Regions from separate parts of the Mus musculus genome. Here region 1 is linked to region 2. The links are chromatin contacts, called in public promoter capture Hi-C maps. All regions are on one chromosome and are shown on one strand. The core of a region is the stretch at or near the end of the contact, and the rest is flanking DNA. Distances in the headings are between cores, read along the strand shown.

Region 1 (5,669 bases), core at 310-2,809, 3.1 Mb before region 2:
GGGATAACAAGTAATTATGAAAAAAGTTAAAATCTTCAAAGGTAGAATTTTGTTATTTTGGAAATTCAAAGCGTTAACTATAAAAAAAGTTTCAGAAACTAAGTTTTTGGAGGTAATCTCAGTTCCAGCAATCGCTAATCGTTATCATCATCCCAGAACAGATCGGAGAATTGAAAAAGAAAGAAAATCCACCCAGTAAACTGGGCAAGGAAGGTCTGTCTCCTCCAGACGGGAGTTTCCTCCAAGGCTGTTTTTAGGAACTTAGATTGCCAGTCCATGCAGTCAAAGGAAGAAACACATCCAGCTGTTGGCAGATTCTGATATTTTGTTGCTACTTCTAGGATAGCACAGGTGAATTCTTACTTCAGTGGGTTTCCTTCCTTCTTGGATCTGTTGGAGTTCTTGCCACACCCTTTTCCAAGGACCCACCTATGCAGCACTCCAGCCCCTGCCAGCTTCGCAACTTGCAGAGATCTCCATAGCCAGAAAGGCGCACTGAATCTTCTCACTGCAATGCTAACTGGAACCACGACCACTGCACAGATTGGCTGATAACATACTCGGTTCCACGAGTTCAGCGATCCAAATTTTGACAAGCCATAATCAACAGGCTTTACTTTGGATGCAGTTTTTAAAAATGTATTTTGCTACGAGGGTATAGAATCAGCCAGTACTGGAAACAAGGGTGGGGTGGGTGGGTGGTAGACATATCTTGTCTGCTATATGATATAAACTAAAGTGAACCTACAAGTAGTGGTTGTGGAGGGGGAAATGGGCCTGTATGGAGATGACTCCAATTAAGAAGGCATGTTCAAACTGAGTCGCACGCAAAGAACACACACAATACGAGATCGTTTATCCATACAGTCCCCAAGACCACCGTTCCCGGGGTCCCCGCTGTGATAACCTCGGCAGGTCTGCTGCAACCGCTAGTTCAACAAAGCTCTGCGCAGCGCAGGAAGCTCCGGGCATCCTCTCCCGCTCGCCGCTCACCGCGCGCCCAGCCCTCCCGCCCGCCGGCCCGGGACCTCTCTTCCTGACAGCCCCAGGTAGCCCGCGCCCCGGCTCCCATGCCGCGCTCCGCCCGACCCGTGTTCCCACGTCCCGTCGGCCTCCGGCGCCCCGGAGCGCCCAGACAGCGGCGCAGGGGGAGGGGCGGCGCGGGCCGCGGGTCCCTGGGGCGGCCGCACGCCCCCTCCCGGCCCCGCAGCTTTCCCGCCTTCCCCGTTTGAACAGCTCCCGCCGCCTTCCTCCTGCGGCCCGCTCGAGCCCCTTCCCCGGGGCGGCTGCAGCCGCTACTCCAGTTCCCGGCTTGGCCCCCGAGCTAGGCCGCGGCGGGCCTGAAGCGCCTCCCGGACGGTGTCGGGGGGCCGGAGCGGTGGGCGGAGGCCGGGCGGGGCCGTTGCCGCCCCGGGGTGGGGGTCCGGACGGGTCTGGTGGGGGCTCCGCTCGCCGCTACCTTCACTCGGCTCGCTCGGATCCCGCCTCAGCGCCGCCGACGGCCGCCATCTTGGAGAAGGAGAGAAAAGCGCGAGCAACAAGGGCGCCTCAGTCGAGCCCAGAGCGCAGACTCCTACTGCAGCGGGGCTACCGCGCCGGCGAAAGAGCGTCGAGCGCATCGAATAAACCTGCTTGTTGAGCGCGGTCGCGGTACCGTTTGAGAATACACTCCTCCGTTGCAGGTTTAGTCTAGAAATCTCTTCTCGGTCTAAACAAATAATTTCAAAAGTCTCCTGTTTATTCTTCAATAAAAATATCTTTCTGTAAAGAAATTGCGAATAAAAAATATCAGGCAATTAGATTAATGTAGCCAAACACCTGCCCCAACCCAAAGTCTTTACAGCTCCGTAAACTTCTATGCAATTAGAACAGTCGTTCTGAAGCAATGGAGCTTGGCTTTGGATTTTATACGTTCACTGTCAGTTACAATTTTATGTACTTATCTACCACGTGCTTATACAAACCTCGAAAATTTCATGACAGACTTAAAATTAGACAATTAGCTTTGTATTCTCTTTTAGGAACTCATGGGTCCTTCTCCGCAATCTCGGTCCTTTCTGGTCACCTAATAGTAGCCCTTCTTGTTCTCCTTTTACCCCTAAATCTTTTGTATTTAAGACAGAATGTTATGCTGTTTATTTCAAGACAATCTGTTCTTTGCCGGACTCAGAGCGATAAGGGTTAATAGCCGTATTTATTTGTAATTTAGCATTTACATCTGGAGAGTAGCCCAGGTGAAGTGGAAGACCATACACTTGTAAGACAAGCTGTTTTCTCACCAAATTATTACACCGCTCACACCAATTTTTGTTTAAGTGTTAAGAGGACTGGTGAATTGGTTCAGTGGGTTAAAATATTTTACACCAAATCTCTGGGTATGTGTTTGACACCGGAAATTTACATGGTGGAAAGAGAGAACTGATTCATGCAAGTTTGACTGCCACAGGAATGTCCCCTAAAAACACACAAAATGGAAATAAATAAGTTACTCTTTCTCTAAGAAACAGGAGAAAACAGTTTCTTCTGATTTATTGAGGAGAACTCAATAAATCAATAGCATTTACAATTTCCAGAGCCTGGTTTAATATAAAGACTCTGTTTTTGTAGCATAGTGTAAGTATATAATAGCCTTCTGTGTGAACAGTGCTCACTCCATCAGGGCAACCAGAAGCTGGTGCCCTCCTCACTGAAAAGACCCAGCCTTCATCTGCTCTAGGGAGGAATTTCTCTTCTGTTTTGCTTTGTCAAAGTCACAGGAGGTAGGCAGTTTTGGCGGGAGGGATGGGTGGAGGAAGCAGCCCTGGCTGTCCTGGAACTCATTATGTAGACAAGGCTTGCCTGAAATTCACAGAAATCCTCCTGCTTCTGCCTCCTGAACACTGAGATTAAAATCATGCACTACTATTAATTCTTATATATAAATATAATTAGATCATGTTCCCTCTTTTCAACCCTTTCCATTTATTTCTCTCAAATTCATGGCCTCTATTTCTTTAACTGTTGGTGTGTGTGCACATGCTCATAGAAGCCAAAGGAATACACCAGATTTCCTGGAGATGGACTATAGACAGTCATGAACTGTACAGTGTGAATGCTGGGAACTGAACTCAGGTCCTTTGGAAGAGTAGTATTCTCTTAACCTGCAGCCATCTCTTCAGCTCCTCAGCCTGTTCTTGACCACAGTACTATCATTCTTGGATCACTGAACATACACTCGTTCATTTATTCGCTGAAACAGTCCTTATGGAAAGCACAGGGTATAGCAGGCACTGGGCAAGGTGCTGGGCACTAACAAGAGAACAAAGTCAAGGGTACTTGAGCCTCAGCAGCTGATACTCTGGCTGGGAGGGCAGCAGAAAATAATAAAGCCATGTTGTAGTGAGTGGTGGTGTGTTGGTTGGGGAAGAGCAGTACAGATGCAGGTAAGGGTGGAAAGGCCTGCTCTTTAAAACATGACTCCGGTGCTTCTTGTGATGAGGTGCCTGCTGGCACTTGCTTTGCTGGAAGGGGAATCGGTGGTGGAGTCCAGAAGGCCGAGGCACTCTGAACAAGCTCCTCCTCAGAAGCATGTGGGTGAAGCTTCTCTGCTGTGAGCATCCTAGCATGGCTCTGTGGAATTTGGCAACAGAAGGTGGGAGATGAGCGCTGACCTCACAGAGTCCTCCTTCGGCTTCATGGGACGTAAAGAATACATTCACCATATTGATTGTAGTTGTTGGTTGGGTTGACATAAATCAAGACTCCACCAAACCTAATACTTTAATACATGACAATTTGAGATATTTCAGTTGTTCATCAATAAAGGTATCAAAATATCATAGAGAGACACAAATCCAATTTCTAGGAATGAAAGCTATAATAATGCCTGGGATACCTGGATAAAATAAGCAGCCAATAAGATACCAAAGAGGAGATCTCCTTAAGACCCTGCAAAGACACCACCTAAATGAAATGTACAGAGGAAAAGCCCCAGATGAGGCTTCAATGACTATGGGATAACCTTGAACTTAAGATAAAAGCAATCTGAGAAGCTGAGAAAGGAGAATGAATTTTTATTTGATTATTATCGTTATTGTTGTTATTAAAACTAGAGAGCTACAGTGGTTATGAACGTGGGCTGCTCTTCCAGAGGGCATGAGTTTAGCTCCTAACACCACCCTTAGCTCACAATATGTGTAATTTTGGTTCCTGGGGGAGGGAGGATCCAGTTCCCTCTTCTGGCCTCTGAAGACGCTGCACTCAGGTGGTATGAAAATCTGTATGCAGGCAAAGCATACATAGACATAACATGAAAATAAGTAGAATATGAAAAAAGACATAGAGGCAGGTGGGTTTCTGAGTTTGAGGCCAGCCTGGTCTACAGAATGAGTTCCAGGACAGCCAGGGCTACACAGAGAAACCCTGTTTCAAAAAAGAAAAAAAAAAAAAAAGAAAAGAAAAGAAAAAAGACATTTAGAGAGCTAGGTATAGTGGTACATTCCTGTAGCTACTTGAGATCCTGAGGCAAGAGGATTTCTTGAGCCTAGGACTTTGAGGCCAGCCTGGGCAGCCTATAGAGATAAACTTTTACTTCTAAACCGACAGCATTGGAAAAAGGTCAGCAAGATGTCTCAGTGGGTAAAGGCAAGCCTGATGTTCTATCAGGTACCTGCCTGTAAGGAAAGAATGGACTTCTGAAAAGTATCCTCTGACTTCCACATATAATCCAGGCACTCGAGTGCTCCCTAGCATCATCATTATTACTGATTAAAACAAAAGAAAGAGGCAAAGAGGATGGCCGGCTGGTCGGTGGGCAAGAGAAGCGCCCGGGGGGGAGGTCGAGGCCTAAGCGCCCAGCCCGCTGTGTGTCACTCCCACCCTTTCGCCCTTTTGCGTTGCGGGGGGGTGGGGGGGGTGTCCCGCGGGACTCGCAGCCAGAGTGACCCTGGGTGATTGCCAACGCCGCGGCAGGAAAGTAAACAGACTTAACTGAGGATGTATGAAAACCTTGACAAGTCCCATGTAGATGAAACAGGAGAGTCAGAGCCTCTGAGCAAGACCTGGGAGGTGCTCTGGAGTGCTCTGATGAAACCTTACAGAAAAAAGTGAAGTCGGACTCACCTAGTTCCCAAAGAGTGGGAAGACCTCAATGACCTCTTACTGCCCAGGGAAAAAGGATTGGAACTCATTAACTCTTTGTGAACCAGAGAGAAAAGAAAGGAAGAAAATTGGAGGCTGGAGAGATGGCTCAGCTGTTAAGAACACTGACTGCTCTTCCAAAGGTCTTGAGTTCAATTCCCAGCAACCACACAGTGGTTCACTATCATCTTTAATGGGATCCGATGCCCTTTTCTGGTGTGTCTGAAGACAGTGTACTCATATGCATAAAATAAATAAATATTTCTACAAACAAAACAAAAGAAAGAGAAAAATCAAAGAAGTGATAGAAACTTCCCAAATCTAAAACTGAGGCCACGGGGCATCATCACAAGCTAGTTGCGCAAACAGTGATCATAGGATAGTTTTAAAATAAAATTAGCCAGAAGAAAAGGCTATACGTGTGGGGGAACATTTAACATGGCACGCTGCCCTTATTAAGGTCTGCCTGTAGGTTTGGATGTTGACCATAGTCTCTGGACACCTGAATTTCAGGAGGCAGCTTTAGTTTTCTTGCCCTTCTGACTGAAGGT
Region 2 (6,128 bases), core at 3,332-5,831:
ATTGGATACTGTATTACATTCATCTATGTTTCATGTTTAGTAACCAACTCACTGTATAATTAAGTGAAAACAATAAAACTCTAAGCTTTGAAAAGTCAGTCAAGTCTTTAGGACACAACAGAGAATTTTTTTATAATAAAAAACAAGTTGTGATACTAAATGTCTTTAATCCCAGAAGGTGGGAGGCAGAGGCAGGCTGACTATGTGAGTTCAAAGTCATGGTCTACATAGGGAATTTCAAACTAGTCAAAGCTTTGTAGTGATCTCTCTCCTGGAAAGAGCAAGCCAGTGAGGTGAGGGTAGGGAATGTAGGGAAGGTAGGGAAGGTAGGGAAGGTAGGGAAGGTAGGGAAGGTAGGGAAGGAAGGAAGGAAGGAAGGAAGGAAGGAAGGAAGGAAGGAAGGAAGGAAGGAAGGAAGGAAGGAAGGAAGGAAGGAAGGAGAGCAGGGGGTGTGTAAGATGGCAACAAAGCTGGATGGAGCTGGCCTGTGGCTTTAGGAGCTGCCTCTGGCCTGACTGCAGTTCTGGCCGGCTAGTGTAATCTCTCCCAGATATAATTTCCACACTTAAGAGAGGAAAGGCCATGATGTATCCTTGGTGGATTATGCTAGATTTGGCAGTCATGAAGTCTACATGGGTCAAGAAAACTGTGGCCAGGGCTGGAGCGATGACTCAGAGGTTAAGAGCACGTGCTGCTCATCCAGAGGTCCTAAGTACAACTCCCAGGAACTACATGGATATTCAGAACTATCTATTATGAGATCTGTTGCCCTCTTCTGGCATGCAGGATATGTGTGTGTGTGTGTGTGTGTGTGTGTGTGTGTGTGTGTGTGTGTGTGTGTATGGCCAATTCTGTTCAGCAGGAAGTAAATCTTTGTGACTTAGAAGCTTCTCAGGTTACTGCACAGGAAGCTCTTTTGGGGTTAGTGAACCCTGTGACATCAGGAACAGCAATGATGAGATGGGAAGAAACGTCTACAGAAAAGAAAAAACAAATGCAAGAGATACAAAGAGGACTTGGGGTAGAGCTAGAGAAGAATATCCATGGGTATCTGGCTATTGTTAGCCTCTTATATTCATCATGTCCCTTTAAGATACTAGTTATTTTAAGAGTCCAGATCCCACAGCCTAAAGACATCAGGCCACCCTCATCTAGCTTTCCCCCAGGACAGTGTTAAGAAGCTGTTTTGTTGTCATTAAGCCCTCACCTTACCTACTCTCTATCCCTCCTTCTCTCTTTCTCTCCCTTCTCCCCTCTCTCCACGTGGCCATGGCTGGCCTCTCTATTTTCTCCTTTCTACAATATGGCTGTCCTGGAACTCACTCTGTAGACCAGGCTGGCCTCAAACTCAAGAGATCCACCTGCCTCTGCCTCCCAAGTGCTGGGATTAAAGGCGTGCGCCACCACTGCCCGGTGTGGTACACAGCCTCTAATTTATAGCCCCAATCATTACCTGGACATTCCGTATTGTTAGTAGGCTATCTTAAATTGAATCACATGGTGTAGGGATTACTGCTACACCAACAGGATAGAAAAGCCATAGTTTCCTTTATTAAGGGTTTTCTCTGAAGGCTCTCTTTTCTGACCCCCACTCCCATCATAATGTACTTGTTCCTTTCTAATACTCTGCCCAATGAAGGCCCAATCCTAGTCTGAGGTCCTTTATCCTTTATAGAACTCACTCCTAGAGGGTAAATATGTGATATTTCCCACCTGCTGCTTCCCTTTCTGTATTGAACACTGTCGACTATGTGAATTTTTCCTTGATTTGTAGGAATGCTTGGAATGTCACTTGAAGTGCTGAAGGTACTACATGTGGGATGCTTCTCTTCCATAGTACCTGTGACCAGAATCAATGCATGAATTTCAGTGTTTCCAGGTGTGTGGGGTCCAATATCTGTACCATATTGGAATCTCCAAGAATCCAGTCATCCTAGAAGGCACCCAGCATGCTAAAAAATTCCAAATGTTTGTCTGGGCAGATGGCTTAGCAGTTAAGTGCTTGTCAGTTTAGATCTCTGAGACCCAGTAAATGATGGGTAGGTACAATGGCCTGCTTGTAATTACAGCCTAGGAAGTTGGAGACACAAGGTCTCTAAAGCAAGCAAGCTACCTAGCACCACTATCCATTTCAGTGAGCCCTTACTTAAAGACCCGCTTTAATGAAGAGGGTGTAAAAGTGGGCTTTCTCAAGCAAGCATATATTTACATATGTGAAAAATAGAAAAAGAAAAGAAAAAGTGAGTTTGACTCCAAATGTTTACTTTTCTGGTACAAAAAAAAAAATTACTAGAAGGGACCAATGTGGGAGTTCAGTAAATTAAAGAGCAAGTATATGGACAATCACACCAAACCAGAGCAGGACTGTTGCCTACTTCAGATTACCACCTTCACTCTATCTTCCCCGTTGTCATATGAATGACTTTTATTCTGTTTATTACTGAGGTATGGACAAGCAGTAGCATCAAGACAGATTGTTGTATCAACATTCCCCTGTCCTGGGTAGTCACAGCCCACACAGAGGACAGCTATATAAGTCATCCTGCACTCAGCTCCCAGTGTTCAACCCTTATTCTCTCTTTTCAGAAGCAACCTTACTATGTAGTCTTGGCCTGGAACGCTACATAGACAGGGCAAGTCTGCAAATGACAGAGATCTGCCTGTTTCTGCCTGCAGAGCTGGGACTAAAAAAGCATATGCCACCACAATGGGCAGGTTTTCAACTCTTTCAACTGGAAGCATCCAGGATCTTCAATTTCCCTGAGAACATAACTGTTTCCTATCCCTCAGGGAAGTTCTTATTCTAGTGTGTTTGTAAGGGGAGCTTGGTTTTATACCTGACTAGTTATGCACATCTGGTTTGGGTTCCTGTAGTGCCTATGAAAAGAGGGAGGGAGGGAGCGAGCCCTATGATTTATACAATTTTAATGTAAAATTCTTTATTTGAAAGGAGGAAAGAAGTAATTAAATGTCTTGACAAATTGAAAAATATCAATTAATGGGGTGCAAAGACAATAAAATAGAAGGAAAATATCTGCAATACAAGAATCGAGAAAGATGAGTGTGCTCAGTATAAACTAAACCATCACATCAGTAAAGATGGAAAAATTACTAAAACATTTAAACCACATGTAAAGAAAGACATAGCCACTTGATAATTAATAGTCAAATAAATACTAAGTGGATCCCACTATATACCATGAGGACAAAGTTCAGTCAATTAAATAATATTAAGTGCTGATCACAGAAAAGTTACTCAGGAATAAAATTTGATATAGAGTTGAGACTGTAGCTCAGTTGGTATACGGTAGATACTTGTCTAGAATGCATGAGGCCCTGGGTTTAAATTTCAGAGCTGCAAAACCAGGAGCTAGTGATGTGCTCATAGAATCCCAGCACTTGGAAGGTAGTCATAAGACTATCAGAAACTCAAAGTCAAGCTTGGCTGTAAACTAAGTTTATCAACAGCCTAGGATATGTAAGATCTAGTCTCAAACAAAACAAAAACAAACAAACAACAAAGCAAAACAACAAAAAAAATCCAAAACAAAGAAACCGATACGTTTGCAATTCACTATGATTTGAACTTGACCACGACTTAAAGTCCAGTCGTTTCCAAAAAAACTTTTATTACTGGAAAAAGGAGCAGAGGTAAGAGCAGTATTTAACCCAAGAGTAAAAGATAAACTTGAAAACCCTCAAGTACCATACTCACAGAGATGACGAAAATTGAAAAGTTCTTCCTCCGACCTTAAGTCAGAAGGGATAAAGATAGTCTCGTCATACTCTATAAAGGGATAATCTACCAAGAGGATATTACAATCCTAAATGCGGGAGCCGCATGTACCCATGGAAAAGAACTGTGACTGTCCCCTGAGAAGTTCCCTCACATCTCGGTATGTCTCAGTTTTCCCAGGTTCACTTCCATTAATCTCTGCGCTTAAGATCTATATTAGACATGTTTCTCGGGCCTGGAGAGATAACTCGGTGTGTAAGAGTGCTCGCTGAGCAAGGGTGAGAACCCGAGTTCAAATAAAAAACACCCAAGTAAATGCCAGGCATGGGGACAGAGCCCGGAGGATCGCTGGAGCTTGCTAGCAGGCAGCCTAGCCACAGGTTCAGTAAGAAACCCTGTCTCACAGGAATAAGGCGGGCCGTGACAAAGCAGGACACCGGGTGACCTCCCCTGGCCTCCGTGCATGGCGGGGCGTAAATTCTCACTCGCAAGAATTGTCTCCTAAACTTCCAGCTCGGCTCCACATCATCCAGCCTCGGAATCCCGCTTTCGACTGACTTTCCCTAAGGGGAAAAGCAGCTTTTCTGGAGCCGCAGGCGACAGTGCGCAGCCGCCCTTCGTCCCCCGGCGCAGCACCGGGATCCCGCCGCCCGGGACCAAGGGCGCCGCGCACAGCCCCGCCACTCGCCTGGCTCACCATGTCTGTGCCCAGGCCTGCCGCGGCTCCACAGAGGCTCCGGAACAGGCACTCACACGGCCGCGGAGGCTCAGCAACTTGGACTTCCTCAGCTGAGAGCTGTGAGGAGGGAAGCGCCAGCAAGAAAGATGGCGGGTGAGGAACTTCCGCTCCTCCCGCCGGCGCTGCTGATTGGCCAGCTCACACACTGGTGTCTGTACCGGGAGTTTCCGGCGGACCTCCCGACCTTTCCTAGGGTATGGCGTCATACAGCCAAGGACGCTAAACCGTCCGGGACTCCCACAGTTGGTTACTGAGAACCGCCCGGAAGGGAGATGGCGGACAAGGCGCTGCCTCTCGGCACCCTACCTGCCGCTCCTTTGGCCCTTATTGCTGGGCCCACAGATCCAGTCTCCGAAGCCTAAGTGACAGAATAAATTTATTCTCCCTCTTACTGACACAACCACTCCCTCTCCTGTCAACAACACTAATGAGATTCATTGGGACACACAAAGACATAAAAGATGAAAGAATTCGAGAGGGACAAGAGCAGGTAAAGGTCTGTGTGTGTATGAATATAAACAAGATACATGAATGAAAATGTTATATTGAAACTTTTCGTGTAATTAATACACGCTAATGACAACATTAAAAAAACTGTACTTTCCAGCAATTAAAAAAAAGCTTCAGCAGCTCTTCCACAAAGGACATTCTTTTTAGAAATGAGGTTTATTATAAAGTGCCTCAAGCCATGCTCAGCCCTGTAGGTGGAAGTGACATTAGACAGAAACAGTACAATTTATGCAGCTCTAAAAATAGGGCCTTAAGCCGGGTGTGGTGGTGCACACCTTTAGTCCCAGAACTCGGGGGGGGGGGGCAGAGGCAGGCGGATTTCTAAGTTCGAGGCCAGCCTGGTCTACAAAGTGAGTTCCAGGACAGCCAGGGCTATACAGAGAAACCCCGTCTCGAAAAAACCAACAACAACAACAACAACAAAAAACCAACCAACCAACCAACCAACCAACAAAAAAGGCCTTAAAAGAAGGGGCAGGGGGCCAGGCGTGGTGGTGCACGCCTTTAATTCCAGCACTTGGGAGGCAGAGGCAGGCAGATTTCTGAGTTCGAGGCCAGACTGGTCTACAAAGTGAGTTCCAGGACAGCCAGAGCTATACAGGGAAACCTTGTCTCGAGAAAAAAAAAAAAAAAAAAAAAGAAGGGGCAGGCTTCCATTCGAAGCCTGGCAGGCGGGTCTGGGAGGAGGTGATGTGGGGAAGGAGGTAGAGGAGATGAGGGGCAGGCAGAGGTGGACAGACTAACCTTGAGAAGGGGAGGGGAGAGCAGAAGAGCCTGAGATACAGCTTTCATTGTCTGGACCAAATCCCAGAGCTATCTATCTTCCTAAGGTGTCTCAGACTACTCCCCAGAACAAATAAAAAGGTCTGATTTTTTAAAAAATTACCTTTTAGGGGGCAGGAACTTTCATATCACTTGATATGTTTCAGCATAGTGTACCTGAACGGGAGCAAGGACGAGCCAGGTACTATTGAGAACTGTCACAGCACAACACACTGCTTAACTCTGTCCAAGTGAGGGCTGCATAAAAGTTACGAGATTGGGCCTAAAGGAGCAGGCTGGTAAAAACCAGCCACTTTGGCCCACCTTGAGGGCTGTTGGATCTCACAGAATCCCTGGACAAATGGCTGAGGTGCCTATTAA

What was found. Promoter capture Hi-C pulls out the DNA fragments that hold promoters and counts their contacts.
Region 1: a contact with region 2 is called in a promoter capture Hi-C map of pre-B cells. The contact joins the promoter of Hmgxb4 here to the promoter of Zfp617 in region 2. A contact is called at or near these places in 3 of 39 promoter capture datasets (cranial neural crest, pre-B cells and second pharyngeal arch cranial neural crest).

What each region holds. Positions count from the first base shown.
Region 1 is chr8:74,989,540-74,995,208 of GRCm38.p6, reverse strand. Hmgxb4 (HMG box domain containing 4) reads right to left here and starts at 1,559. Exons shown (of 11, transcript NM_178017.2): 1 at 1,460-1,559.
Region 2 is chr8:71,921,278-71,927,405 of GRCm38.p6, reverse strand. Zfp617 (zinc finger protein 617) reads right to left here and starts at 4,581. Exons shown (of 4, transcript NM_133358.3): 1 at 4,434-4,581. The coding sequence starts at 4,436.